2 separate regions of the Mus musculus genome follow, and region 1 is linked to region 2. A link is a contact called in public Hi-C data. All regions are on one chromosome and are shown on one strand. The core of a region is the stretch at or near the end of the contact, and the rest is flanking DNA. Distances in the headings are between cores, read along the strand shown.

Region 1 (3,158 bases), core at 496-2,995, 190 kb after region 2:
AGCAGTATCTGCAAAGCTATATACTTCTGCAGTGTTTTGGGGAAGGCTGTCAAGAGAAAATGCTGTGCAAATGCATCTTCTGCCTCAGGGAAGTGATTGGAAAGACAAAGTGAAGCTTCCCTGGATCATTTCCTGACAAGTGTCGGGGCACTAGGATTCGAATTTGGGTGTGCCACACAGGCACCTTGCACACAGAAAAGACAGGTGCATGCCTGGAATCCACTCCAGGAGGTTCAGTTAATTGATCTTTAACATAATTATCTCCATGGGACTATGCTGTGCAGGACCAATGGAGAAACGTAACGTCAGGTACAAAGCAGAGGAGTCAGCTTTAGCACTTTCAGAGCCGAGCAACAGTCCGTGTGGAGAGAAGAGCTGAGAAGTTTTCATCATGGATGGAATAATGGAGAATGCTAATGAGGACACACAGTGCTTCATTATCCAAACATGAAATGTGAGGCCTGGATGAATGCTTTAAGCAGAAGAAACGATATCCTTCCACTCACTTGGGGGAATGGGGTGTTCTGTATTGACTGTTGAGAGAAGAGAGCACCTGTGAAAAGGATTAGGCACCTCCAGGAAGGAGGGGAAAGGCAGAATGGGTTTGATAAGAGTGAGCCAAGGCCAGCTCTCTCATGTCACTATGCTGTGTAGGGGGCATTTCAGAGGACCATGGCAATGGGTAGACTCGGTGTCTAGGGAAGGAAGTCAGTAAACAGAGTATAACGCTAAGGCCTAGATTCCTGGGAGGACTTGTTTCCTTATGACCTACGAAAGGATGCTTTGAAATGTGCCCTCTCAGATGATGAGCTATATACTTCTGTGTACAGATAAATTGTGCCTCTAGGCACAGAGCCAATATACAATAGTTTTCTAAGGAAACAGAGACTATCACATTAAAACTGGATACTATGCCAGCCATCTGAAATTATCTATCACTCCTGTGTTCTTCTGTTGCAGCATCCCAGTGTTCTGAACTGGCTAGTCTGGGTGAGCAACTGTAATAAATTTAAAATCAGTAAGAAGGACCGTACTCCAGAGCCTGCAAGAATGTACCCAGAAAGAACCCAGCTTACAACCAGTGCTCCATGTATACGATCATGAGCCAAGTCCACATTTAAATATCAAATTGTCTTTCATAAATAATTTGTTTTCATAAACCAATTTTTGTACTAATAACAGAGATGAAATATTGTTTGTATAATTTTTCGTGTTTCTGCTCCATTTCCACTACCACATTCCATTGGTTGGAGACCCAAAGGAACATACTGAGAACATCGAGTGAGTCTCCCCTCCAAGGGAGGCACAGGCCAGTGTCTGTATCCCACCCAGGCCCTCAGCAAGAGGTTTCCTTCATGCTGCATCAAATCTGGCATCAAAACATCTGCTAGCATCCCCTCCAAAATAACGTGTCTCCCCATCTAATTAACAGCTCTCTCTCTAAGGTTGACCGCAGTCTTAGGATGACAGCAGTGGGGTTCTGTGCCCACAGCATTGCATTCCAGAAAGCTCACCCCTGTATTTAAATGGGGAGAAACTCCAGTTCCATGGCTTATCTACTTTAGAGTTAATGACTGCCTACTAAGCTAATAGCTATTTTCATTGCAGCAGATGAGACCCCGTGCACTAAGATCTAGAAACAGCTGGTCTGGTCTGTTAGTCAAGACTTTCCTACCCCTGTGTCTGTGGGTGCTTGCACTACCCCCAACACATACACACAAAGACAAGGCAGGGTAAAACACCATATGTCTGTCTCCTCAGGCTCTCCTGTGATTGGATGTGGCAAGAAGCCAGATGAGTGGTATGTGGGAGGAAGGGTTCTCTTGAAACTTAATTTACCGAGAAAGAACAGCAGGTGCAGTTCTTGGGATGCATCTAACTTCCTGCTCCCTCTGCTTGGTATTTTACCAGATGAAGTGGTTGGATCTGCAGTAGTCTCTCACAACTGTGTGGAAAGCGAGTAGACCCCTGGAGGAACCAACCCCAACATCACTAACACATTGGACCATGGGCAGGATCCATTCTTCTGAATGTTTTTATGCAAAGCAACTGATTCCCATTTGTTCAAGCTTCTGTATTTTGGCTTTCTCTTTCTCCCAGCCAAATTTAAGGCTGACTCATATTTGGGAAGCCCAGGTGACTCAGCAAACAGCCTTGCCTGTGTCATAGCGGGAGCTCCATGCAGCTTTTCTGAGAGTGTTTGTAAATTAAATGAACAAGTTGAGACCACATATAAAAGCAATGTATATGGTGTACCTTAAATAGTCTGGCAAACCAATAAGAAAAGAAATTCAGAACAATAAAAAAAGTCACCCTTCATCTAGAGGCAGAAATACCAAGATAGATTTATATGGTAGATGTCTACCATTGTATCATAAGACCAACTAAAAGGGACCTTATGAAGGTAGTTATAGAGAGAAGCACAAAAGGGACACTGTGAATTGGCTCAGTGCCCGAAGGGCTGAAGGATGAGAAATAAAGGCGATGAAATGAAGAAGACATTCAAGAAATGACCACTTGGTACACTCTAAAAATATATCCAAAGGTGGCCGTGGATACACCACGTTCACTACTTGGCTACTATGTGGGAGGTGCTGGCTTCAACTCCATCAGAGTCCAAACCAGACCAAATGAAACCAAAGAGCTAGACAATCAAAAAAAAATACACCCCTCCTTCAAGGAGCATTTTATATAATTATGGGTTGCAAGCTCCGATGGGGGATCTGGATTGAGTTCAGTGTGGGTGTACCCGCCTGGTACCTGATGTGCATCTTCTCTATTTACCAGTATTTATTTTAACTTTATGAGACTGTTCTATAATCACACTGTTTCTCTCTTCCCTTTTCTCTCTTCAAACCCTCCAATACACCCCTCCTTGTTCTCTTTCCAATTCATGACCTATTTTTTCCCATGAATTATTGTTACATACATATATGTATATGCATATATGCCCCTAAATACATAAATACAACCTGCCCCGTCTGTATAATGCTATATGTATATATGTTTTCAGGACTGGACCATTTGGTACTGGATAACCAATCCTTGTGCTCTTCTCTGGGGAAGACTATTTGTCCTGTGCTCAGAATATCTTAAGATAGTGAAGACCAAAGGGTTGTGGACTTTGATGTAAGATTGTGTCTACTAGGAATGTTGGA
Region 2 (3,152 bases), core at 218-2,717:
GCTTTGTCGGACATCAATGGGAAGAGAGACCCTTAGTCCTGTGAAGACTTGATGCCCCAGTGTAGGGGAATTCCAGGGCGGGAAGATGGGAGTGGGTGTGTGGGTGGGGAGGCACCCTCATAAAAGCAGGGGAGGGGGTATGTGATGGGGATTTCCGGAGGGGAAACTGGAAAAGGGGATAACATTTCAAATGTAAATAAATAAAATATCCAATAAAAAAATAGAAAAATCCCATTCCTGGGAAATTAATAGAAAAAGATGTACCAGAGAATATTAGCATCAATAATGCTTAATTTACTGCTGGTATAAAAAAAAAAACCCTGAAAAGAGCAAAAATTGCCAAGTAATGTTCAAGGTTAAAACACCCATGGCTTATGGGGAAGGGATAACTAACATTAAATACCTTGGAAAACCTTACGGAGACACACTACTGTAGAAACTTCCTAAAGTGTATACATGTTTTGGAGTTTAAATGAGTTATCCTATAATGTGGGGGTCAGGGTGGGGTGGCGGCAATACCTCTCTCGGACACCATAGGCTATCAAGTAAAAGCCTGTGTCAGGTATGGTTACCTCTTTTTGAGTTGGTGGCCAGTTGGGTCCTGGAGAAAAACATTACAGGCTACTGCCACTGCTCTTGGTTACCTCACAGAACCCGATGGTGACATCCTGTTATTGAAAACACCATATACTTGAGTCACAGGGCATGGGGGAATATTTGGTACAGACCTGGAAGCTTCATCCCTTCTGATTAGGGTTCATCATATTGGAAGATTCTAGGCCTGATACTAGTGGAGGAAAACAGCCAACAATCGTACTTCCTGATGAACCTGCAGGCAGCAATGACTGGCCTAGCAAGAGTCTCCTACAAGTACATAAACCACAAGACTGAATCCACACTAAACTGAGTCAAATACCTGTGGCTGGAAAGGTCACTAAACTGAGTCAAATACTTGTGGCTGGAAAGGTCATAGCCCAATGGGACACATTAATACCACCAGTCTGCTGAATGGATGTGGTATACATTGCTCCCTAAGCTCTTATGGGTCTACCTATGAGTTAATGGATCTCTCAATGTTAATCAGAAAAGCTTCTTTTTCACTCGGTGACAATTAACAGAGACTGGAAACTGGCCAGCATGCAGAGAATAGGAGATCGTGAACTGCTCAGCTCTATACAGTCTTTCTCTACCACACCTTTTGCCCCTGAGGCTGAGGGATCTTCACAGAAGAGTGGATGGAAAGATTGTGCTGGCCAGGGGCAGTGGCTAAGCAGAGTGAAAGCGTTCAATGGACACAAGAGGGCAGCTTCATACAAGAATGTGACTGTGCTGTGTCTGCATGTACAGTATCTGTGTAGGGAAGCCACACCGCGTTCAGAATGGAAGAGGAAACTAGGGTGTTCATCCCTAGCTAGCTGAGGAGCTGCTAGGGGGAGGAGAGCCAGTTTCCTGAGGGGAGCCGTATACCTGACCACCAGTAGATGGCCTTATACTCATGCACATACTAGCGGCATGAGGTGGACTCTGTGGGGTTTAAAAGAGAAGGGAATGTGAAGCTGGAAGAGAATGGTTTATGGAATTTTCAATCATAAAAAGATGGCATTTCTGTCACATTTGGAGCGAGAGCAGGCTGCATCCTAGGAGAAAGGAAGCCTACTCTGTGCTCACACCAGGTTCTGAGTCAGGACAGGCAGCAGCTTGCAAACCTTCTCGGTCTCCACAGAGATCTGTCCTAGTTCCTCCTCAGGCAGTCTGTGGAGGTGCTCCACCTGTCTGAGATGCTCCACCTGTCTGAGATGCTCCACCTGTCTGAGATGCTCCACCTGTCTGAGGTGCTCCACCTGTCTGAGGTGCTCCACCTGTCTGAGATGCTCCACCTGCCTGAGATGCTTCACCTGTCTGAGGTGCTCCACCTGCCTGAGATGCTCCCCCTGTCTGTGATGCTCCCCCTGTTTGAGATGCTCTGTCTGAGATGTACTGGATCACATGGAGTGTTAGTACAGAAGTCCTGAAGAGTCACACAGGAGACACTGACATGTTGCACAGTGACTGGTAACACATATACTTATGTACATAATTAAAAATAAAAATGAATTAAGAGACAGACTTTATACCCTTTGCTGTATGGTATTTCTTATTTCAAATATATGGATGGCCAACGGCCTCCCACATTCCCTTCTATGCCGTTCTATGTCATTCATTTTCTTCCAAAATCTACAAGAGACTGCCTTTGTCCTTTGTGGGCCACTGTTTGGCCATGTCCACACCTAGCTTCTTCCATCTATCCCCTTAGTGATTTCATACTACCTTTATTGCCTCTGTCCTGTGGGCACTGCCCATACTCACCAAAGACAAATATTCAAAAAGACAAATAAGAAAAGAAAAACTAAAAGGTACGGAGCAAAGCAGGCAGGCCAGCATCCTTGTGCTCTCTGCAAGTGGTTGCAAGCCTCTACTCAGAGAGCCTTCTGGGAAGGCAACACCCTATGGCCTCATCAAGGACTGACAATCTCTCCCACCTCCTTTTGGGTGGCTTCTGATGCCAGGTCTCCACACAAGGCTAGAGACGGAATTTAAAACAAATTCCTTTGCATATCACAATTTGAGTGACATTTATATTTCTAGCATTGCTTGGGAAAGAGAAAGTGCAGGTCCAAAGCTTCTACAGAACAAAGGTACTGTAACATCCCAACCCTCCAGTATAGCTGGTCTTAGCCAAGACAGGACCAAGGGCATTTCTAGCATATGGTCAAATACATGAACACACAGTTAAGCTCTCTGTCTCTAAGTGTCTACTTCATATCTGCCTACTGTCATCCCCCCAGTCTCTAATTGCCATAAGAGAGTTCAAGCAACGACTAGAGATAATTATTCCCGATGAATGGGATCACTGTGTGTGGCTGTTGGGGTACCCCCTCCAGTGGACCTTGAATATACAACAGATGTGACATTTCTCTAACAGCTAGGATAGGTAGAGAAGATATGCCTAGGTAGAGATACTTCCCACAGTGTTCAAAAGCAATCTTGTATAAACTTCCCTTTCTGGTCTGTGAACTCGCTTTTCATCATGGTTCAAAACATTCCCTGTTTTATTATTTTGTCATAATTGTGACCACACAGCTGTGATGACCACAGCACACCTCTTGTCCCTA

What was found. Hi-C and Micro-C count contacts between places; a contact is called where the count stands out from the background.
Region 1: a Hi-C map of ventral hippocampal neurons shows a contact between it and region 2, with 1.4 times the contacts expected there. The contact joins two enhancer-like sites. A contact is called at or near these places in 2 of 484 Hi-C or Micro-C datasets (embryonic stem cells and ventral hippocampal neurons).

What each region holds. Positions count from the first base shown.
Region 1 is chr13:68,814,151-68,817,308 of GRCm38.p6, forward strand. The region is part of intron 3 of Adcy2 (adenylate cyclase 2); the gene reads right to left. Among named protein-coding and RNA genes, the nearest start is that of Adcy2, 180 kb to the right of the region's middle. Within about 2 kb of position 1,746, at least 14 of the 459 cell types and tissues checked have an H3K27ac peak or open chromatin away from gene starts, as enhancers often do. A contact at or near this core is called in ventral hippocampal neurons, where this site is marked.
Region 2 is chr13:68,621,649-68,624,800 of GRCm38.p6, forward strand. The region is part of intron 24 of Adcy2 (adenylate cyclase 2); the gene reads right to left. Among named protein-coding and RNA genes, the nearest start is that of Gm34903, 19 kb to the left of the region's middle. Within about 2 kb of position 1,468, at least 14 of the 459 cell types and tissues checked have an H3K27ac peak or open chromatin away from gene starts, as enhancers often do. A contact at or near this core is called in ventral hippocampal neurons, where this site is marked.